Linked DNA regions of Cricetulus griseus: region 1 is linked to region 2. Evidence: chromatin contacts called from public Hi-C data. All regions are on one chromosome and are shown on one strand. Each heading gives the region's core, a stretch centred on a gene start, on an enhancer-like site or on the middle of the called end of the contact. The rest is flanking DNA. Distances are from core to core; before and after follow the strand shown.

Evidence for each region. Hi-C and Micro-C count contacts between places; a contact is called where the count stands out from the background.
Region 1: a Hi-C map of fibroblasts shows a contact between it and region 2, with 2.0 times the contacts expected there. The contact joins the promoter of Ltbp1 here to the enhancer-like site in region 2. A contact is called at or near these places in 2 of 8 Hi-C or Micro-C datasets (fibroblasts and liver).

The regions. Positions count from the first base shown.
Region 1 is chr7:8,743,206-8,748,012 of CriGri-PICRH-1.0, forward strand. Ltbp1 (latent-transforming growth factor beta-binding protein 1) reads right to left here and starts at 3,419. Exons shown (of 34, transcript XM_027426077.1): 1 at 2,929-3,419; 2 at 1,888-1,958. The coding sequence starts at 3,404.
Region 2 is chr7:8,667,645-8,672,839 of CriGri-PICRH-1.0, forward strand. All of the region lies in intron 3 of Ltbp1 (latent-transforming growth factor beta-binding protein 1), which reads right to left. Among named protein-coding and RNA genes, the nearest start is that of Ltbp1, 76 kb to the right of the region's middle. Within about 2 kb of position 3,482, at least 3 of the 6 cell types and tissues checked have open chromatin away from gene starts, as enhancers often do.

The sequences.
Region 1 (4,807 bases), core at 2,169-4,668, 75 kb after region 2:
GCCTGGAGAAGCAGGAAGCCATGATTCAAATGTTCACTATCCAGATAGTCTCTTCCTAGTGCTTCATAAAACCTTAGATCACACACCAGCAGACTCTGTTGATTTGTATGTGTATTCGGTGAGTGGGTGAGTATCTATGTGAGTGGACATGTGGGCCAGTACATGTGCATGTGTGTGCTGTGCATGTGAAGACCACAGGTAAACCTTGAATGTCATTCTTCAGAAGCCTTCCACCTTGTTTTTTGAGACAGGGTCTCTTATTGGCCTGGAACTTACCAATTAGGCCAGGCTGACTAGCCAGTGAGCTCCAGGGATCTTCGCCTCACCTTTTAAAGGCAGGATCTAGGGATCAAACTCCAGCCTTTATGCTTGCATGGTAATCACTTCACAAGTAAGCTATCTCCCCAACACCTGCCCCGTATGTTCAACCCTCACACAGCAATAGTCACTGCTTCAGTGCTGTCAGAGGGTTACCCACCATGCTACAGGCCGAACCTCTCATAGTAGCTCTGCGGTAGATGCAGTTACTAGGAGAAGGAATCGCAACACAGGATAATGTTGCTGCCACATCTGCCAGTCCTATCAAGTGTAATCTAAGAATTTAAGAACAGAAAAACAGAGCTAGGTATTGATGACACACACCTTTAATCCCAGCACTTGGGAGTTCAAGATCTCTGTGAGTTCAAGGCCAGCCTGGTTTAAATAAACATATACATTTAACTTACAATGCCTACAAACCAAAGCAGTTCTGACTAGCAGCTGGAGTTTGGCCCACCAGAGATCTTTAAGTCAACCATTACTCCTTGATCATAGCCTGAATACCAAAACACAGAGAAGGGTCCTTTTCATTCACTTAAAAGCCCCTCTGTTGACCTCAGGAACTAAAGGCATCTGTCAGCAAACAAGGCCACCAGAATGATTGCAGGTCCCAGCACTCACGTGATGGCTCATAATATCTATAACTCTAGTTCTGGGGGACCTGACGCCCTCTTCTGGCCTCTACATATAATAGGCACATACACAGTACACAGACATACATACAGGTAAAACACCCATACACACAATTTAAAAAAAAATAATAAAAATTTTAATGTTTACTTTTCCTAGGATGGAAGTAAATTTTTTTTTATTCTCAGAATTTTTTATTCTTCATCTTTAACTTTACAATGTTTATAATAAATATTCTTCAGTCTTCTCATATCTATATGTATTATTAATAAAATGATACCATTAAGCATGCATATTAACTGGGAAAACACCAAGTGCAGGAAGATTCTGGAAAAGAACTGAACCACAAGGATGGAGGATGCAGGTAGCTCTTTCCAGAAAGCTTTATAAACTTTTAGTGTTGGGACTGCTTAGACTAAGTCTGTAATTCTAGAAAGGGGGGCGGGTGGCTGTGTATATTGATGCACAATGTATTAATAGCTCATTGGTAGAGAGCTTGCTCAGCACCTGGGTAACCTTAAACTCAGTCCCCAGTACCACAACTGTCCCTGCCATATTCCAGGAAAGGAACTCGACTTTCCATGCCTCTTCTGTCACCACGTTAAAGAATGCTTATTTGTTGGTGCCATGTTTAAATTAATCATATTGGTCTGGCACACAGACTACCTCAAATGGGATTTTCCCCCCTAGCATTTGACTCAGATGAGACAGTGATGAGCTCCTGGGTGAGAGCCGAGGAATCTTGGATAACATAATGCTAGTGGGCCCGCTTAACCCAGTCCTTCCTTGATGGTTATACAGGCTGCAGGTGGACTGTATTCCAGATTTCAACTTCCCAGGGCAGCGCCTGCCTCTTCAAGAGGCCCCTGTAGAAACCCCCACCCCCACCCCACCCCACCTGGCCCATTGTGCGAGGCCGCTGTGAGTACAATCACTTACGTTTGGTGCACCTCTGAGAGCCAGGAGCCTTACTCCAGCCAAGGCAGCACTGCCCTCCACAGACATTGATTCTGAAACAAAACGAGACCCCTGAGTCCAGCGATGCTCCCTTCCCAAGAACTCAAGCTATCAGAGTGTTCCTGGAAAGCCAATCCTTGCTTCCACATTCCTCTGGATTACAGAGCTGGAACAGTACTCGGGATGCCCAACCCAAAGCTGCCCAAATGGAAGGGTAAGGAACCATTCACCTGCGAAGGATGAAGGAGCCAAAGCTCACTTCATACCAAGGATGAATAAAAATCCAAACTAATGGTTGTCTTAACCCCCAAATTAAGAGTCAAACGTAGTTTGCATATTCTCTGGGTCCACTTGGCTTCAGAGGGAAGCACACACACCCCGAAAAAAAAAAAAAAAAAAAAGGAAGAAAAGTGAGATCACCCTCAGGGAATCCAGCCCTGCAGGAGGAGAAAAGTCAAACGTCCAAATTAAGTCTCCCCCACCCCAACTTGTGATTGATGGGGAGAAGGCAGTGCAGTGGGGATACCGAATCACAAAACTTTCCAAGCCCCACTGCTGTTCGTGCCAAGAGTGTCACTAACCCCAACTCCTACCACCGTAGGACCGCCGACCCCACAGGTGCCAGGAAACCCAAGTCTACAATTTCCTGGATGCCCAAGGAGAGCTGGGTCTTTAAAGCCAACTTTTACTCACAATCCCCTTTTCTTTGGGTAAACCAAAATAAAAACCCAGTTGTAAGAAGTTTAATTGATGCCTTGGGATTAAGCTCTAGTGACTTCATGTTTACGCCCATAGTCTAGCAGCAGAAGGGTTTGCGCACAGGAGGTTACGCCCCGGGGAAGAAATAAATGCCTTTTGTGTTTCCCCCGCAGCTCCGAAACAATGCACTCGGAGTTAAACGCCAGGAAAAGTGAGCGGGCTTCCCCCGCTCTCGCCCCTTCCCGCAGCGCCCCCGGTGGGGAGGAGACAGTCCCCGAGTCCCGGCGGGTCCCCGCGCGCGAGCGGGGCAGAGCGTGGGCTTACCCCTGCAACTGCTGCTTCTGCTGAACCTGCAGCCTGGAGCCCCCGGCGCTCTGGGTGTCCTGCGGCACTTTGGAGCGCACGGTTTGCCTGCCATGTTTGGCGAAGCGGGTGACCGCCGGCTGAGCACCGGCCTTGGAGTGGAACTGCCGGCCCGGCGCCCCCGGACGCGCGGGCTCGGGTGGCAGCGGTGATCGCAGCCCAGGCAGGGCCGCGCCGCCAGGCTGGCTGGTGCGCCGGGTCCGCTCGGCTGGGGGCCCGGCCAAGGAGCGGCTGGAGGTTAACGATGAGCTGCGGCTGTACCTGGCGTCCAGGGCGACGTTGAAGGTCCGTGGGGGCCCAGACAGAGGCAGGGCTCCGGCCGCCAGCCCCGGGCCCGGGCGCACCACGTACGTGATCCTCCGCACCCGGCCGTGCGCAGACCACGCTAGCAGCCCTGCCCAGAGCAGGAGTCCCCACCTGAGCCAGGCTCCCGCCATCGCGGGCAGTCTCCGGCCGCGCGGCTCGCCCTGCCCCGGCGCGCTCGCTCCGTATCCCCGAGGACTCCGCGGAGAGCCCGGACGCAGCGGGGTGGAGGTCGATTGGGTGGCCGCAGTGGAGGGAGCTTTGCGGGCGGCTGAGCGGCAGCGGACCCCAGCCGGCAGCGGTGGCGAGCAGGGGGCGGGAATAGGGTGGGGAGTTGGGGAGGGGGCGGGCTGCGCAAGGTGAGGGTCCCCTGGCTCAGCAGGGGTGTCGCGGGGTGCGGCCGGGGTGCCACAGGCGCCGACCCGCGAAGTGGGAAGAGGACGATCGTGAGCGCTGGACGCTCGGAGGCAGCCCCGGCTGCAAAGTCTTTTAAAAGTTTCTTCTCCCTGGTGGAGCCGTGTGTCAGATCTGAACAGCCAATCTGCGGCAGACGTGACGTCAGGCAGCAAATCCTAATTGGGGAAAGCTTGAGATGAGCCGGAGAACTAGCCACCACCCTCCGCATCCAGAGATTGGGGCTATGGGTCGGGTGGACTGAGGTCCCTGCTTCCCGAGTCCTCGGTCTCCAATCCCAGGAGAAGACAAAGAGCTCGGCAAGGAAGCTGAATAGCCCTTTCCTAGCAGCCTATAGATGCGGGCTGGAAGCTCATGCACTTTCTTACCCGAGTTTGCTCGGATACTGTCGGCAGGAGTTGGATTAAAATACTAGGTCGGACCCCCTTAAAGACTATCCGAGGTAGGCTGAGCTGTCCATTGGAAAGTGATTAGAGTTTTTAGACCGAAGGATGGTTCTCTTTAGGATGATTCCGGGTGGCTTGGTGGTACCCTGATTCTGGCATTGGAAGATCGAGAAAACAGGGAGGGCAGCAGGGGGCGCCCGTGTAGACGAAGAAAACGGCAGAGGCTGACCTGGTCCTTGTAGAGTGGAACATTTAGTGTGTGTGTGTGTGTGTGTGTGTGTGTGTGTGTGTGTGTGTGTGTGTGTGTGTGTGTGTGTGTGTGTGTGTGTGTGTGTGTGTGTGTGTGTGTGTGTGTGTGTGTGTGTGTGTGTGTGTGTGTGTGTGTGTGTGTGTGTGTGTGTGTGTGTGTGTGTGTGTGTGTGTGTGTCTGTGTGTGTGTGTGTGTGTGTCTGTCTGTCTGTCTGTGTGTCTGTGTGTGTGTCTGTGTGTGTGTCTGTGTGTGTGTCTGTGTGTGTCTGTGTGTGTCTGTGTGTCAGTGTGTGTCTGTAGATGCGTGTGTATATGTGTCTCTGTGTGTGTGTGTGTATATGTGTGTCTCTGTGTGTGTTTGTGTGTGTGTGTGTGTGTGTGTGTGTGTGTGTGTGTGTGTGGTTGGGGGGTGAAAGAGAGTTTTGGAAAAAAACAGAAAATGACATCTTTACTGCTAACATCTGAATTAAAACAATGTTATCAACACA
Region 2 (5,195 bases), core at 2,232-4,731:
GACTGCAGCCAGGAAATGCTGGCAAATAGCTCTCACAATGGATATATAAAGACCATGATGAAGAAATCATTAAATGTACTGAAATATACTAAAGAAAACATAAATAAATGCAGAGATAGAGTGCATGTATTAACAGAAGGAGTCAATATCAAATTATGTATATCTGTGTGTAGGGGGTAGGAATTGATCCAATGCAATCCCAATCAAAATTACAAGTAGGCCTTCTTCCAAAATAAAAACCTGACAAGCTGATTGCACAGTTATAAAGAAATGCTGACGAAGAGGGATCCAAAGCAAGGACTTTCCTACCATGACTGGCTACATACATAGTTGTGGAATAGACTGGCCTAGTGTGGCCCAAAGTTAGAGGAAATACCAGCACATCAGAGTACAGGACCCAGAAAGATCCCCGAACATGCATGAAACATAAGCACAATGATAGCAAAAGCCACACAGACTGGGGAAGGAATCACCATTCAATAAACGGTGCCAAGACGACAGGTAACCCCCATAGAAACAGAAGTCACATCACTCAAAAATCAACCTCCCATGCATTAAAATGAGTCCAAAAAGCTTTTATAGCATCAAGAGAAGAAAAAATAACTACTGCTTATGAAGAAGATGTGGCTAACATTGCTACCACAGCCAAAGAACTTTGCAATGCGGTTGGTAAGAAGTCACTACAAGAGGGGCATTGCATTGAGAGTATGGGCATCTAAAATACATGTTTCATGAAACAAGACTAATCCTTAACATAAGGGAAACATTTTGATCCCTATTTCAATTTATAAAAACTTTTTGAAAAAAAAAAAAAGAAAACAGTGTGTAATATAAGATTGATGCAAAGCCGTTCTCCATAACCATGCAGTAAGTGGTCAGACACTGAAAACAACCCAGACATCTTTCATAAGAATTAATAATAGCTCTCTCTTACTCAATACAACAGCAGGAGAAAATCTGGGAGCCTGAATGCCAGCTGCAAGAGGAATACCTTACATCCAAAAGCTGGCTTGCAAAATACTGCAGAGCCATGTCCTAAAATGCCTAGGTATCTGTGAGGCAGGCAAGGATAGGCAGGAATTACTTTGCGGGGAAGGACAGGGTAAAGAGATAATGAAGAGTCACATAGCAGACCTCTAAGGAAATGCCCAGCATTGCGGGGTCTCACTTAGGAAGCAAACACATGCTTGGTGTTTCTTACAAGCCTTATACACTGTGTATCTGCTTATAGATAATATATGTTTGAACAAAAAAATTAAAATGCAGAGCCCACACAGGAAAAAGAAAGCCAAGAACATATACAAAACAAATTAATGCAAAGTATACTCCGTGTGAACTAAACTCTAACAAATGGCCTAGGAAAGACAGGGCTGATGGTGACAGGCTGAGGGACTCATAAGCACTTACAGTGATCAGGGACTTTGTTCATTATTTTCTATTCTTAATAACACATAACATAATCTGAAACGTGACTTTTAATATAGAAAAGCATACACAAATGGGCCAGAGAAGGATTTGGTACCTGCCTCTTCATGATTCTCCTCTCCAAGCATAAAGTCCTTTCTAGATTTAAAATTCAAATTCTAGGGCGTGGGGAGTAGCTCCATGGCAAAGTAACTATGCAAGGAACGTGTGCAAGGAGCATATGTACAAGGTCCTCAGATCCTTGCTTTCAAATCTGAAATAAACACACGGTATAGCATAAGAGGACCTATTTGCCATCCTGATCTTGGAGTGTATTTTTCTTCCTGATTTTCAAATACTTTCCTAGAACACAGTTGAGATCCCCTTACCTCTCACATCCACAGCAAGGTACTTAGCTAGTTAGAAGTGGTTTTTTTTTTTAATCAAAGCAAAAACAACTCTCTCTCTCTCTCTCTCTCTCTCTCTCTCTCTCTCTCTCTCATTATTAAATGAAAATGACACAACCAAATCCATATAAATCACATGGGGCCTGCCTTAAACTCATTTGTTTCTAATCTATTTTCTCTATTAGGAACATGTTGCTAAAATCACAAGAGGATAAAGCATTGCTCATATGAATTAAATCCTCCTACCCATCTGCACCAAGGGGAACTGAAAGTTGGCCACGGTATCCAAAGAAAGGCAATTACCCACAGTGAGTAAAGAGGAGGTTCAAGGTTGCACTGCCAAGAAATGACATGTTCCAGTGGACTCAAACCACCCTCTTCAGATCTTGGCATCCGTGGTATAAAAAAATAAGACCAAGGAACACTGGAAAGCAAAGCTTGCCACCTGCTGCCCGATAGCAAAATCGTACATGTGCAAATTACACCCTCGTTTCCTAATGCAAGGCCCTTCACAAGCCGACTGCCACTGATGTTCATAAAAGAAAATGTCAAAGCTAACATCTCTTTTTACCAGATACTATTTCCAGTCCTATACATAATCAGCTAGAACAAGAGTGCCTCAAAAAGAAAAAGGAAAAAAAAGAGGAGGAAGAAGAGAAAGGAGGAGGAAAGAAAGAAAATAAAAGGAATTAAAAAAAAAAAAAAACACCACTTCCAAACTGTTCCACACATTGTATGTATAACAGATTGGAGAAACTGCATTTCTGTTTATTATGGTACCCAGACCGAGGTGGAATGTCTTTGAAAGCGTGCCAGCCTTGTCCCATGCTCCCGTGGCCTGTCATCATCTTAACATGATATGGAATACTAAATCCAGTTTTGGATCCGCGCAGACTTTAAACTCCAAACATTAAAGCATAACTGCATTAAGCAAGTTTATAAATAGTTTATATGCATTCCCATAACAAAACCCTCAGTAGCAGCCCAGCTGACCAAAAAAACCCAAAAAACAAACAAAAAAGCAAACCAAAAAAACTCTCAATAATTCCACCATCGTTCTAAGTATTCATTTAGACATTTAAAGTTCAGCTATCTTAACTATACTAACACCCACTAGCATTTTCAGGGGTCCTTGATGGATCCAGTAGTCACTTCCATTTTCATTGATTCTAAGATAATCTGAGAAATAAATGAATTTTAGCCTTAAAAAAAAAGCAACCAACTATCAAATATTGCCTGTCTTCTAACTCTGTCCATGTGTAATTTCATGTGGTCAGGACCTCAAAAACAATCCAGAAGAATAAAGGAAAAAAAATGGCGCCTGAGGGGGAAACATGCCTTAGAGCCATCAAGGACAGCTATTATACACACCACATGCATTCTATGCCCCTCAGAGCTCTGGACCAAGATCAGGCCAGCAGCCCCTAGACTTGTAGAAAGCAAGCTTATTGCACATCCTGGGGCCTCTGAGGTACACCATTAAAGACTTAACTTGCCTATATGCAGAATAAAGCCAAAGCTATGTGCAGTATTTTATTCATCTGGGATCTACTATACAGCAGACATCAAGAACCAACTCACTTTCAAGATAACACCATAATCTTGTACTATTTTCTAGAAGGTATTACTTTCCTCAACACTAGAGGCAGTGTCTCCATACAAAAAGAAGCCAGCCCAGTGGCAGCCACAGCTTTCAGAAGCCTTTCTTCCAGGATAAGAGCAGCACAGTCTCAGAGTCCCTTTGCAGGAGCCCTTCAGTGGCAACTAATTCCTACACCAATGCTACAGTGTTCCTGAGCAGCAGAATCTCTTCCATTCTCTCACCTAACTGGCCTTGTTGGCCACACTAAGGCATCTAGAAGCAATTAGTTTTTTGTTTTTATTTTGTTTTGTTTTTCTCCATTTTTTTTATTTGAATTAGAAACAAGATTGTTTGTTTTACATGTCAATCCCAGTTCCCTCTCCCTCCTCTCCTCCCCTGCCCACCCCCAACTAACACCCTACCTATCCCATAACCCTTTCTGCTCCCCAGGGAGAGTGAGGCCTTCCATAGAGGGTCTGTCATATCCTTGGGATAGGGCCTGGGCCCTCTCCCTGTGTGTCTAGGCTCAGAGAGTATCCCTCTATGTGGAATGGGCTCCCAAAGCCCATTCATATGCTAGGGATAAGTACTGATCTACTACAAGAGGCCCCACAGATTTCTGAGGTCTCCTCACTGACACCCACGTTCATGGGGTCTGGATCAGTTCCATGCTGGTTTCCCAGTGATCAGTCTGGGGACCAAGAGCTCCCTCTTGCTCAGGTCAGCTGTTTCTGTGGGTTTCACCAGCCTGGTATGGACCCCTTTGTTCTTTACTCCTTCTTCTCTGCAACTGGATTCCAGTTCAGTTCAGTGTTTAGCTGTGGGTGTCTACTTCTTCCACCACCTGCTGGATGAAGGCTATATGATAGCATATGAATTAGCCAATCTCATTATCAGGAGAGGGCATTTAAGGTAGCCTCTCCTCTGTTGCTTAGATTGTTAGTTGGTGTCATCTTTGTAGCTCTCCAGACATTTCCCTAGTTCCTGATTTCTCTTTAAACCCATAATGTCTCCCTTTATTTTGGTATCTCTTATCTTGCTCTCCTCTATTCTTCCCCCAACTCAACCTTCCTGCTCCCTCATGTCCTCCTCACCCCTCCTCTTCTCCCCTTCTCATTCTCCTAGCTCCCTTTCCCCTCCCCCCATGCTCCCAATTTGCTCAGGAGATCTTGTCCCTTTCCCCTTCTCCTGGGGACCTCCTTGCTTCCTAGAAGCAATTAGTTTTTAAAGCTAACATTCAGTTACACTGCACATACTACATCTATGATCTAAAACAGAACCTGGTACACACAAGGAAGGATTCAGTAAATCACTCACTGATTCTGGGGCCATCAACACCAGTGCTAGATTTTGACAGAGTATGACAAATATGTGATTTTATTAGAAGGCATACATAGAATGAAATTTTTTTCCTTTAAAAATATAGCTCTGGGGGCTAAAGGGATGGCTCAGAGGTTTTGAGCAATCTTTATTCTTATAGAGGGCCCCGATTCCGTTCCTAGCACCAACATGGCAATTTGCAACTGTCTGTAGCTCTAGTTCCAGGGGATCCAGCATCCTCTTCCGGTCTCAATAGGTACCAGGACATGTGTACATACAGGCAAAACACTCATGCACATAAAAATAAATGTTTAAAATTAAAAGCACAAAGTAGTTACTTTTATTAAATTATTCTAGAAATAATATGAAGAAAAAGAAACAAAAATCCCAGCTATCCCTCATTTGTTGAAATGAAAGAATATTTATATTAGCTATTAGCATAACACATGTGAAATAACGATATATGTGAGACTGAAAATTCC